Linked DNA regions of Sus scrofa: all the other regions are linked to region 1. A link is a contact called in public Hi-C and promoter capture Hi-C data. All regions are on one chromosome and are shown on one strand. The core of a region is the stretch at or near the end of the contact, and the rest is flanking DNA. Distances in the headings are between cores, read along the strand shown.

Region 1 (3,093 bases), core at 129-2,628:
AACCAGAAATTTTATTTTCTTTTTAACATTCTCCATCAGCAAATACTTTTAAATGACTAGGAAAGTAATCTTGGTTCCACAAAGCATCTCCACCCAGTGAGTCAACTACTAAAAGGCGTGGGTCTCACTATGCAAGTCTCATAAATGGCATGAAGCCCAAGAACACAGGAGGCAGCTGTTGTAAATTAATGAAACAAATATGAAACAGGAACAGTGAATGAAGATGGCCAAGAGCAGATACTACAATTTTCCAAAACGTGTCTCTTGATTGGGAAGGACCTTTTAAATCCATCAGCAAGGGCCCTTCAGTAGAGAATTGGAGTCCTGACTAGCCTCTGCATGGGCAGGGTAGGCAACCAACACCAGAGGATTGCAAGGCTCAGGGCAAAATTCTCTTTTAGCGGCCTATCCACTTGAAACTGCTTCCCTGCCTGAGAAGTAACTCATTCCAGGCATTATCTAACTAGGACAGATTACTTTATCAGATCAGCTACCCATCAACTGGGAGAAATGAGGGAGTTTAAAAGCAATTAGAAGACTTCATTTCTGTCACTTTTGGGGGGACAACAAGCATTTCCTTCTGTAGAAGTGTTCACACAGGTTGGGCTCACATGTTTGCTGCTGTTCAGGGAATAGGCACCAAATCTGGAATGCGACTTCCTAGGAGAGTTTCCAAGGATTATAGACCTGAGCCAGGTTTACAGGTTCTGTCCTGGGGGCGGGGGAAGGGGGTGTCTCTAAGCAAAGTACAAATTTCTTAAGTTTCCCTAAATTTGCTGTGTCACCAGCAAGTCTAGACCCCCCCGGCTGGACTAGCCTTCGGTGCTGCTCGCTGGTTTTCTTACTCAGCCCTCCCTGAGGCCGCTTCAGCAGGGCCGTGCCCTGGCCTCAGTCCCTCCACCTGCGGCCCACCTGCCTGCGTGGGAGGCGTCATTGCTTCCTCCAAACTGTGGACAGACAAGTGAACAGGTCTTCCGGTAGCCGGGTCGCCGCGCAGATTCCGCCCCAATACGCCCCAGGCCCAACGCCCCCACTAGGCATCCTGGGTCCCGCGACGCGCACACCGCGACGCCCGCCACCCGGCTGGCCCACAGGCCCCTCCACCGCCCCGCGGCTCCAGGACACGCGCGGGGCCCCGCCCTCCCCCGGATGGCAGGCCTCGGAGCGGGCCGCGGCGACAAGACCGAGGGGGACGCGCGGTGGCAAGGGCAGGGGGCGCCGTTCCTCACCTGAACCCGGGGAGCAGCGTCACACACACTCCGGCTCGGTCGCTGGCAAGATGGAGCCGGGGAGGGCGGGGGGAAAGGCGGGGCGCCCAGGGCCGCCTCCCGAGCCCGTTAGGATCGCCAGCCGCGACTGCCGGGAACGCCCCTGGGGCAGGAGGGGGCGGGGCCGCAGGGCCAGCCGGGGACCCACCACCTGAGAGAGGACGCTCTCTTCGGGCGCAATAAGCCAGTTCTAATCTCACTTCTTGTTACCAAGGTCCATGCGCCAGTTCCTTCTGGGCTCTCTCAAGGCCCTTGGGAAGTTAAAGCCGTTAAAGCCAAGGGAACCGTTGAAAGGGTCTAACGACGGTTCTCTGCCGCCCCTTTAGTGGTGAGCGGCAGAGATGGACTCAAGACTGGGAGGCCAGGTGCAGCCTCTCCGCCTGATATGCCATCTTCCCTCGCCTGTTCTAAGGCCAAGGACGGCGTGAAATAAATTAATATTTATGGAGATCCTTAATAGGCACAACACGAGATACACTAATCAATACCACTCCAGAAGGGAGTTGCAAGGTGATTCTAGGCTCCCCTCACACTAGAGCCCTATCATGACATACACCGCGGCATTAAACATTTGAGGCAATTTCAAGGGCCCAGATCAGTATCTTAAACTCATTAAGGAAATTTAATCCAGAGCAAAAACCAGTTGGCTACCTTTTCCAATGGTTCTCAAACTGTGGCCCCAAACCAACAGCCACCACATTACCTGGAAACTTACTAGAAATGCAAATTATTGGACTTCACCTTAGACCGACTGAATTAAACTCTAAAGGTGAAGTCCAGAAGTCTATTTTAACAAGCTCTCTAGGTGGTTCTATGCACACCAGTTGGAGAACCATCAACCTATTACTTCATATGCTTTTCCACCAGAAATCTTTCCCACGGGGGTGAAATAGGGTGGATTAAATTTTTAGGTGGGAAGAGCAAGATAAACATGTCTCTAAAACAGGGGAAAGTGGAAGGTACTTGAGGAAGATCACTGTGGAATTTAAACAAAACTGCACCACACTCTGGGTACCCAGCATTAATCTCCCAGCTCCCACCAGTCTGTCTGGCAAATATTGGGCTTTTCTGTCCAACCTGCCTGGAGACCTCTGGAATTTAAGCATTCCCTAAGAAGCCTGTTCTCACTCCTCTTTGCTCAACCTTCCTTCCTTGGTGACCTCATCCTCACCCTTCTCTCTGCCTTAACTATCACCTTAAGAGGTTATTTCCCAAACCTCTATTTCCAAGCCCACTTTCCCGAGTTTTAGGGCCAAAATATCCAAAAGCCTATTCAGGCAGGAACACTAGATTTCCCACTTAATCCTTTGTCCTTCTTTCCTGACACATAAGGCCTTCCAAGATCAGAGGTCTTTTCTCATGCTTCCTCCACTTAGAAAGCACTGCCCCCCCCTTTTTTTTTTTTTACTGGCCATACCTAAGGAATACAGAAGTCCCCAGGCTAGAAGTTGAATCGGAGATGCAGCTGAGGCCTACACAACCACTGCAACACCAAATCCTAGCTGCATCTGTGTAGTGACCCACAGCCTCACAGAGACAACATCGGGTCCTTAATCTGCTGAGCCACAACGGGAACTCCACGCCTGCCTTTTAACAACAATGAATTAAGATTCAACTCAAAGATTACCAATCTCCTTCCTGCTTCAAGAAGCTTTTCCTTTCTCCTTTTCTGTTCCTTCCTTTGAGTAAACTCTTTTTGCACCCAACTAAGCCTTTTACAGATGTCTGCTGTGGCACATTTAACAGTAGTCACAGCACACGAGTATTTAACTTACCTGTATTCAACTACATTTACTTAGCAAAAACAAAACACCTCTGAAGGGCA
Region 2 (3,187 bases), core at 456-2,955, 160 kb before region 1:
AGCCAGAAAGACCTAAAAGTAACAGGATTTTCATTCATTATAACAATACAAGTTAATGTTTCCCTGGAAACTCAGCCTCACTGAACTGAAGCCTAACAAACTGAAGAGCATAGATTCAAAACAAGCTCTTCACTTGCCAAAATGTTTTACCTCTTCCCCCCAACTCCCTTCTTCCCATTTACTGCAAGAAGACAATGGATAGGAGTTCTCGTCGCGGCGCAGTGGTTAACGAATCCGACTAGGAACCATGAGGTTGCAGGTTCAATCCCTGGCCTTGCTCAGTCGGTTAAGAATCCGGCATTGCCATGAGCTGTGGTGTAGATCACAGACACCGCTTGGATCCCAAGTTGCTGTGGCTCTGGCGTAGGCCGGCGCTACAGCTCCGATTAGACCCCTAGCCTGGGAACCTCCATATGCCACGAGAGCAGCCCTCAAAAAAGCAAAAAGACAAAAAAAAAAAAAAAAAAAAAAAAAGACAATGGATACTGTCTACTTCCTAACACTATTCTCCTTACTTGATAAAAAAATCAACTGACAGAGATCCATTCAAGATACACCATTCCCAATTTTTAGCATAAAAATCTCAGTCACCCATAAAGTTTCACAAAAGGAGTCCACAAAAGGGGTCTCCAGGTTCTAAACGGCAATTAATCAATTTCAGTTCTCACGCCAATCCTCATTAGCCTGGAGATAATGAAAATCGTTCTGAGTTCCCATGATTTTGGAATTGACTTCATTTTAAAATCCTCTCAGAGGTAAGACTAGTACAGAGTTAGTTACCCAGGAGCTTTTCCACAGGCTTAGAGAGGTGGGCCCCACAGCCAATCCAATGTCTGATCCGGTCGAAGTTGAGAGCTACGAGTTTCTCTCCATGACTGTTGGGCAGCGGATCATAGGAGCCCAGCTGCTCTACAAAACGGCCATCCCTGGGACACTTGCTGTGAGCAGCCACGATGCGGTAGAAAGGCCGGTTGGTACAGCCACCCAGGGCAAGGCGGATGGTTAAATGGCCTCCACGGTAGGCCCTGCACAGAACAGTAGCTGTGGAGAAATAAGCAGTTAAGACACAAGAACTGAGGGCACAAAATGGACTAAATGAGGCAGATGAAACAACTCCCTTCCTCTACTGAAATGTCCTTATTTCCAACCAACTCTTGTCAATCTGTCGAGATACCTTTTTTTCTTTTTGTCAAACTCCTCTCATGCGCTCCAGCTAGAAAGGACCTTCCTCCTCACCCTCTAGTGCACTCACCACAGGTCTGCCATTTACTGGCTCTGTACCATGTCGGAGCCCAGCTGCCTCAAATATATGATGAAAACCATTTATTTCACAGAGTTTCCGCAAAAATTTAAACACACACACACACACACACACACTCACACAAAGGGGAGGATCAAACGTGTGGCAGTTTGTTTCAGGCTGGCTTGCCTCCAACTAGCCCAGGAGAGCGCAGCTTCACGCTATCCCCCATGCCTCCTACCCGCTCCACCGCCCAGAAGGTCTCCCGGGGCCCCTATCCACTCACTGAGCTGGACCATGGCGCAGCCAGAGGGCGCCGGGGCCTGTGCGCCAGTTCCGGCCGATCGGCTCTACGGTCAAGGACTGCACGGCGGACAGACAGGAAAGGTCAATGCCCCCGAAGCCCCGACCTCACCCCTCAGCGACCCCAGCCTGGCTCCCCGGTGCCGGAAGCGAATGGCCCATTTGCCCCGCCTCTTCCGCTTTTTGCCTCTATGGTGCCGGTAACGCCGCACGCAGAACTCAACGCGCCTTTACTGCCTCCGGAAAGGGGCAGCCAAACCCTGTGCGAGCGCCCGGCTCCCTCTGGCTGTGGGTCCCTGCTGGAGGGAGGAATATGGGGAGAATACCGAGAGCGGCTGAGAGGTGCTAAACTGCTCTACAAATCCATCCTGCCAGCAAACTTTCTTTTGAGCACGTTAGGGCCAAGGTGCAGTGCTGAGATCTCAAAGATGAAAGGGTGCTGTTCCTGCCCCAAGGAAGCTGACGGTCTGGTGTGGGGGAATTATATGTAAAATATATATATATAATTCTTTTTATTTTTTATGGTGTTTATTTTTTCCATTATAGTCGGCTTACAGTGTTCTGTCAATTTCTACTGTACAGCAAGGTACCCAGTCGTACCTATATATTCTTCTTGCATTATCCTCCATCATGTTCCATCACAAGTGACTAGATATAGTTTCCTGTGCTATACAAGCAGGATCTCATTGCTTATCCACTCCAAATGCAATAGTTTGCATCTATTAAAAATATATAATTCTTAAATGACTTCAGTGTACCTTAATTCCAGAACCACATAGAATTCAAAACCTCTTATTTAGATTTTTATTGCCACCCGGTTTACTGTCAACCAGTAAAACTTCCAGTAACATAGCCATCCAGTATGATACCCAATGGAAATACATGAATGAGTTTCAATTTATGTTGAAGATCTTTTTTTAACTCATCCACAGCCCTCATATGGTGAAACATCCAGGATTTAATTTCTCTGAGAAGGAAAGGAGCTTAGCATCCCATACAGAAAATTCTTCAGGTGGAAGATGTCAGAAAGATGGATTTCCAAAGCCAACTGTCTCCTGTACTGTGTGGATCTCTGCAAGCAGATTCTCATCTTTCAATTTCAGCTGCATGAGAGGAGGATAGGAAGGACATAGGTCATGCCTGATATACCTATGTAGAGACCTCTTATTTTCAGAGCCACAGCTAAATTCCATCCTTGGGGTGGAATTGACTCTTCTTATATTCTCTGTTTCATGGCAACTCCATTAAAAAGAACTCAGGGAGTTCCCGTCATGGCGCAGTGGTTAACGAATCCGACTAGGAACCATGAGGTTGCGGGTTCAGTCCCTGCCCTTGCTCAGTGGGTTAACGATCCGGCGTTGCTGTGAGCTGTGGTGTAGGTTGCAGACGCGGCTCGGATCCTGCGTTGCTGTGGCTCTGGCGTAGGCTGGCGGCTACAGCTCTGATTGGATCCCTAGCCTGGGAACCTCCATATGCCGCGGGAGCGGCCCAAGAAATAGCAAAAAGACAAAAAAAAAAAAAAAAAGGAACTCAGAACAGTATGCTGCTTACATGGATGTGTTCACGTTTTGAAAATTCATAACGTGAACACTCACAACCTGGGCATTTTTTTTTTTTTTGTAAAATAATGTTTATTTTTAAAGG
Region 3 (3,178 bases), core at 27-2,526, 240 kb before region 1:
AAATGAAATAAAAAATGTTTGCCTTTGCACTAATAGTGGTGCATGTAACACACGGTCAGAAACAATGCAATAACATCTCTTGAAATATTGACAAAAATTCCAGTTCTGCCACTGGTCCTAGTTGTGTCATTCTGGGCATTTCATTTTCTCTTTCTGGGGCTTCCCCCTAATTGTAGAATGAGAATGTTATTTTATCATTTCTAAAATCCGTCTCTACTTTCCTCCCTTCATCCTCTTCTCCCTCTCTTTCTCTCTCTTTACTTTCTTTCTTTCTTTCTTTTCGTTCGTTCGTTCTTCCTTTCTTTCCTGCCATGCCTGTAGCATGCATAAGTTCTCAGGCCAGTGACTGAACCCATGACACAGCTGTATTTAACCTCCTGAGCCACCAGGGAACTTCTTCCCTGAATTTTTATTGTTTAAACACTCTTAAGAGTAATCTCCCTTACTCTGCAGAATTTAAATCTTTCCCCTTGTACATCATGGGTGAATTCAAAACTACAAAACATTTATATCCTATCATTTCACCCCAAAATAATCTGCCCATGGCTCTTGATCCTACAACAACCCGTCCCAAACCACCGCCCTCCGCCCCTTTTCAGGTCTCAGAGGGTATAAATAACTGTTTTCTAAGGATTTCCCTTACAGACAAAAGTACTAGCTTACTATTGCTGCCAGGTGAGGCTTGTTAAAGAAAGATATTGCACTGGATGGTCCACTTTAAGGCTGTGATTCGATTTTCAGGCTTATTTGGTTTTCCAAGGAACTAATAAAACTAAGTCGAGAGGAACTTGCATCTTCTATCCAGACACTCACTACAGTCCAGATTGACAGATAATAAATACTCACCCACCCCAGAATGCCAAGCACACCTTATTATGAAGAATTTAGTGTCAGGCTAGAAGGGACTTTGAGATCACTCAGACTGACTCCACACTGTACATATGAGGAAACCGGGAGCACGGCAGGAGAAGCAACCAAGCAGCTGAGGCCGGACTAGGTTCTAGCGCTCTTTACTCAAAACAAGGGTCCCTTCTTCATCCAACAAAATGAAGCCAATTTCGCTTCCAGTTCTAAAGCCTGGGCCTCTTCCTCACGTCCCTGCTGCGGCACCTTTCCTCAGCCTTCTCTCCTACCTCGTGGGCTGCCAGCAGCAGCCAAAGCCCGGCTCTGACTGGATCCACACGCTTGTCTAGGACCTGAAGCCAGCGGAAACTTAAGTCAGAAACCGGCTCAGCTCCGGAACTCCCAGCGTCGCCTTTGCTAGGTGTCGGCGGGAGTATTAGGCGGCTGCACCTGTGCGTTCGTCACTTCCGCCCCCACGGGGAAACAGGGAGGGGAGAGGACTGGAGAGGTGGGGATCCTGGGGTGGTGGCGGTCCGGAGTCTAGGAGACGGGGCGTGACGGGGCCGGAAGGTGGCGGGAGGGGGCCGAGCCGGAGCTGGCGGGAGGGCCAGGCCCGGAGGCCCCCACCCTGGCTTGGCCGCCCCGGCCGCGGCTGAGGAGGAAGAGGAGGATGATCTCCAGATACACACGGAAGGCGGTGCCTCAGAACTTGGAGCTGTGAGTGGACTGCTCAGCCACCCAGCTGGGGCCGGGGGAAGCCGTGGCGGGCCGCAGGCGCTCTGGGGACCCTCCTTGACCAGTCCCTTGCTCCTTTTTCTTTCCCAGGGCGAGGGAAAGAAAAAATTCTTTGAAATTTTCTCCTCCTAGCCTTGCCGGACGTTGCCCCTCCAGACCTCCATCTCCAGCTAAGAGCGTGTTACCAGTGCAATCCCAGGACTTGACCCTCTTGGGCTGCACTCCCGGGGCTCAGGAACTGGGTTTCCTAAGGCATTTGTAGTTTCCGTTGTGTTCCATGCCCCACTTTCCATGGCCACTAACAACTCGTGAAGTTATTAATAACTGAGTCCTACAATAAAGTTGAATACGTCTAAAGCCAAACACCCTGCGAAGCGCTTACATGCATTAGCTTACTTAATCCTATCAATAAGGATACCAGATAGGAACTCTTATTTTGTACTTCCTACAAGATAAAGATCCCAGATCTGAAGGTTGTATCGTGCCAAAGATCACACAGCTAGGTGGTGATGGAGCTGAAGTATAGACCCGTTATCAGTCTGATTCTGAAGTTTGTGGTCATAACCATTACATACTGTCTCCCCACCTCTGCGTTGAAGAGTCAGAATCCTCAGGATCAGGTTTGCTTTTGAGACTTTAGAGAACAGATATTTCCAGCTTGAACAACTTAGTGAAGTGTTGTAATTTAGGAAGTAATGATAATGTCATACATTTATTAATGCTTTACACTTTCAGAAACTTTCACATCTTAATCTTTAAGATGGATATGACCATCTTCAATTTTCAGCAGAGGAAGTATCAGAAAGGTACACATCTTAAGATTATATAACCAATAGGTTTTTGAGCTTGGGCTTTTTAACCCCAAATCCCAGTTGTTGTTTTTCTCCACTAAGGTATGTAATTTTAGCAACCATACATTTATTAATTAAATATTAATTATATATGGTAATAACAGCTATGGTATTTTCAGTCACACCTGGGTTTCTGGTTAGACTCTTTTCTAGCCTTCTGAATTTTAGGCAAATTACTAATTTTTTGAGCCTTCATTTCTATAACATAGGAATAAGACTTTATCTAAAAGCATGTCTAAAATGATGGCATAGGGCTTGACATTTAATAGGGCCTCAATAAATGGTCATTTCCTTGTTCCTTCCCACCTTTATTTGGTGCAGTAGTCATACAAAGAAAATCAGTCTGTGATCTTTCCTTGCCTTTCAGAGGCTTATTATCTAAGTAATAGGACAGGACACAGAAGCAATTCAGATAATAAAGATTTTTAGGAACTAGGAAGAAGAAAGTCATTTCCCAATAAAGCAAATGTGGGTTAGCTAAAAATCTGCTTTTATAATTAATTCTGGCCATTCTGAAAGTGAAAAAAAATATCTTTCATCGAAAAAATTACTGATAGGCACTTACTGGGCCAGAATTATTGACCCACTATCATTGTGTTATTTGTTCTCTATTATTGATTTGATACTCACTAAAGATAACTCTCCCAAAAGATGATTCTCTAGAAGTGTCAAAATAATGTGAATAGTGGAGATGATGAAGATTATATGCATCTAAATGAGAGTATATTAAAAGTAATTTTATTTTTTAA
Region 4 (3,127 bases), core at 131-2,630, 220 kb after region 1:
GGGAGCTAAAGGATGGACAAGGAATGTAGGGGGAGGTGGCAGTGTCTACAGTAAGGCAGTGCTTAAGGACTTCAGGGAGCAAAATTTCATTAGATTTTCAAGGAAACATATATTCCCCTAAAAGGTGAAAACTCGTTGCTTTAGGGCTTCTCTTCTTGGGAAGCAGGGCAGAAAGCATAGATGCACCCCCTCCCCCTACCTTCTACCAACCTTTTTTCAGCCCTTTTACAAAGAGTTGGTGCAAGGCTTAGGAACAACAATGTGTATTGGGAGGCTGGGGGTAAAACAAACAAATTAATACAGGCAGGGCGATGCGACCAGGTTTCACAGGTTTGGCATGATTTGAAGTTTTTATTTGCAGGGGGCTCTCAGATTGGGAATGTCATTCCAAACTCTGGTCTCTCACTCTTCACCAAGTCCCGGGGGGTGGGGGAGTGGAGCAGAAAAAAATGTCCTGCCAGTGTTGACATGATCCAGCCAAAAACATTCTCCATAGGAAGGAGAGGTTATTGTCCCTCCATTCGGCCAGCTGGATCATGGCCTGGGAGGTCACAGCAATGTTCCTGCTCCCTTTCAGTCACTCCCCGCCCCCCAGACCCCAGAACTGGAGTGGAGAGGGAGGTCAGGGAACATGTGAACTCTGCTGCATGTCAATTCAGCAATACCATAGCAGTGGGAAATTCAAGGAGGACAGGCCATAATAATAGGATCTGGCCGTGGAGGGGGACAAGCTGGGGAAAAATACAGATTCCAGCCCCTCCTTCACAGAAGTTGGCACTCAGCAAAATGCTGTTTTCTGCTGAGTCCTGTCTCAAAACTCATATGCAATTCTACTAGCGTAGTGGGGTCTGGTGAGGCCAGAATCCAGGAATTGCTAAATGGACTCTCCCTGTACCTCTCTCAGCAGCAACCAGGTTCTTATTTCCCATCCAGTATCCCAGACCCCTTTCTTATTCCTCCAGGGCCTCCCCCATCATCTCCATTCCCCCCACCCTCTTGGGCCCTTCTCCTTCCAACTCTCGTGGCTCCCCTGAGCTGGACAACTGAGAGCTGAGTATAGATGGGGGAGGAGGGCAACTGCCCCAGGACCAAGGGTCACTGTTATAGACACAGACACAGCAGTTCATGGAGTGGGCTCCGACCCCTCTGGTCATAAAGCTGGAGACTTACCGGCTGCTCAGGCGGTGGTCAGCTCTCCCTGGGGTCCAGCAGCTTTGGAGGACTGAGCTGCTGTGACGGGAGAACCCGAGCTGGGCAGGCGTGGGGGCAGCACTGGCAGTGGGGGAGGGAGGGTGGTTATTAATAGAGATGATGAACGCAAGCAGCTCAAATGGCACAGGGGGTACCAAGACCCTGGAACCAAGATCCCTCCCTCCTTGCCCAGAGGCTCAGGAAGGGGAGGCAAAGGTCTTTGGGATTCTCCCAGGAAGCTGTCTGGGTCAGGGATTAGTCTGCCCAGGGACTCCCCTTCCTTGGCACCTAGAGGCTGAGATTCAAAGAAGCATTCAGGGAGAAACTGAAAACTGAGAGGGAGAAAGGAAGCAGGCAGCAAGTGGTGGACAGGAATTTGGAGTGGGAGAGTAAGAACCCGGAGAACATGTCCAGAGAGCCATTCAGAGCCAATCCAGGCTGGAGCTGGAGGGACAAATGGGTGCACTTTGGGGGTGGGAGGGCTTAAGGTGCTATGGTTTTTTTTGTTTTTTCCTTCTTTTTATGGCCACACCTGCAGCATATAGAAGTTCCTGGGCTAGGGGTCGAAGTGGAGCTGCATCTGCCAGCCTATACCACAGCCATAGTAACTCGGGGTCCAAGCCACATCTTTGACCTACACCACAACTCGAGGCAATGCCAAATCCTTAACCCACTGAGTGAGGCCAGGAGTCAAACCTGCATCCTCATGGTTACTAGCCAAATTCTTAGCTCGCTGAGCCACAATGGGAACTCCGAGGTGCTATGATAAAGGAAGGGAAATCTGTTCACAATGGAACTGCCCTTTGAGAGTTCCTTTTTTTTTTTTTTTTTGTCTTTTTTTTTTTTTTTTTTTTTTTGCTATTTCTTTGGGTGGCTTCTGTGGCATATGGAGGTTCCCAGGCTAGGGGTCTAATCAGAGCTGTAGTCGCCGGCCTACCCCAGAGCCACAGCAATGCGGGATGCAAGCCGCGTCTGCAACCTACACCACAGCTCACGGCAACACGGAACGCCGGATCGTTAACCCACTGAGCAGGGGCAGGGACCGAACCCGCAACCTCATGGTTCCTAGTCGGATTGGTTAACCACTGCACCATGACGGGAACTCCGAGAGTTCCTGAACAGGATGGTCTACCTCTGGAAGGGCCAGATCTTGGCAGGACAAGGGACCATATTAACCAAAGCCAGTACTTAGGCAGTCAGGGATAATGTGGGTGAAGATTTGACCAATTTCTGCCTTTCCACTCCCATTTGCCATTGGAGTGTTCAGTTCAGCCTGCTCTGCTGGATAGATGTCACTCTCTCTCCCTGGAAGTACATGTAGGCTCTGAACTGCCAGGACTTTACTCTCTGAGGTTCCTACTTAGCATTTTCCCCTAAGGGAGCACATACCTCATGGGATCTGGACTGTCCCATTCACAAGGGTCTAGAGACACCTCTGGACAGGGGAACAAGTTTGAGAAGGCCCTGGAGGGAAATGGTCATTTTTCTTTCCTTCTTTTTTTTTTTGGCTTTTTGGGGCTGCACCCTCAGCATATGGAAGTTCCCAGACTAGGGGTCAAATCGGAGCTACAGCTGTTGACCTACACCGTAGCCATAGCAACACAGAATCCGAGCCTCATTTGTGACCTACAGCACAGTTCATGGCAACACTGGGTCCTTGACCCACTGAGTGAGCGAGGCCTGGGATTGAAACCACATCTTCACAGATACTAGTCAGATTCGTTTCCACTGCACCACAACGGGAACTCTGGGAAACCTGTCATTTGCCCAGCCCCTTCCTCAGTAGCTGCATGAACATCCTGGATACTCCTCTATGTACTGATCAGGTTTTGGAACCAGCTGCTGCACCTCTGCTGTACCCATCACCACCCTGTTGTGGCTACCTTAGGACATGGCTTTTGTAACTCCCAGAATACCTTTCTATCCCTCTGTGAGC

Evidence for each region. Promoter capture Hi-C pulls out the DNA fragments that hold promoters and counts their contacts. Hi-C and Micro-C count contacts between places; a contact is called where the count stands out from the background.
Region 2: a promoter capture Hi-C map of liver shows a contact between it and region 1, with 4 times the contacts expected there. The contact joins the promoter of MRPS16 here to the promoter of ANXA7 in region 1. A contact is called at or near these places in 3 of 5 promoter capture datasets (fetal liver, fetal skeletal muscle and liver), 2 of 47 Hi-C or Micro-C datasets (fetal liver and liver) and 2 of 2 datasets of contacts at active chromatin or transcription factors (alveolar macrophages and skeletal muscle).
Region 3: a contact with region 1 is called in a Hi-C map of liver, with 6 times the contacts expected there. The contact joins the promoter of ECD here to the promoter of ANXA7 in region 1. A contact is called at or near these places in 1 of 47 Hi-C or Micro-C datasets (liver) and 1 of 2 datasets of contacts at active chromatin or transcription factors (alveolar macrophages).
Region 4: a Hi-C map of skeletal muscle shows a contact between it and region 1, with 6 times the contacts expected there. The contact joins the promoter of MYOZ1 here to the promoter of ANXA7 in region 1. A contact is called at or near these places in 2 of 5 promoter capture datasets (fetal liver and liver), 5 of 47 Hi-C or Micro-C datasets (embryonic fibroblasts, fetal liver, psoas muscle and 1 more) and 1 of 2 datasets of contacts at active chromatin or transcription factors (skeletal muscle).

What each region holds. Positions count from the first base shown.
Region 1 is chr14:76,233,268-76,236,360 of Sscrofa11.1, forward strand. It overlaps ANXA7 (annexin A7), which reads right to left and starts at 1,379. Exons shown (of 14, transcript XM_005671100.2): 1 at 1,230-1,379.
Region 2 is chr14:76,072,934-76,076,120 of Sscrofa11.1, forward strand. It overlaps MRPS16 (28S ribosomal protein S16, mitochondrial), which reads right to left and starts at 1,706. Exons shown (of 4, transcript XR_001301010.1): 1 at 1,527-1,706; 2 at 781-1,041; 3 at 1-12. It overlaps CFAP70 (cilia- and flagella-associated protein 70), which reads right to left. Exons shown (of 27, transcript XM_013983341.2): 27 at 2,336-2,646. The coding sequence ends at 2,566.
Region 3 is chr14:75,991,346-75,994,523 of Sscrofa11.1, forward strand. It overlaps ECD (protein ecdysoneless homolog), which reads right to left and starts at 1,277. Exons shown (of 13, transcript XM_005671096.3): 1 at 1,134-1,277. FAM149B1 (protein FAM149B1) reads left to right here and starts at 1,312. Exons shown (of 13, transcript XM_013983338.2): 1 at 1,312-1,560. The coding sequence starts at 1,514.
Region 4 is chr14:76,451,566-76,454,692 of Sscrofa11.1, forward strand. MYOZ1 (myozenin 1) reads right to left here and starts at 1,381. Exons shown (of 6, transcript NM_001025222.2): 1 at 1,171-1,381.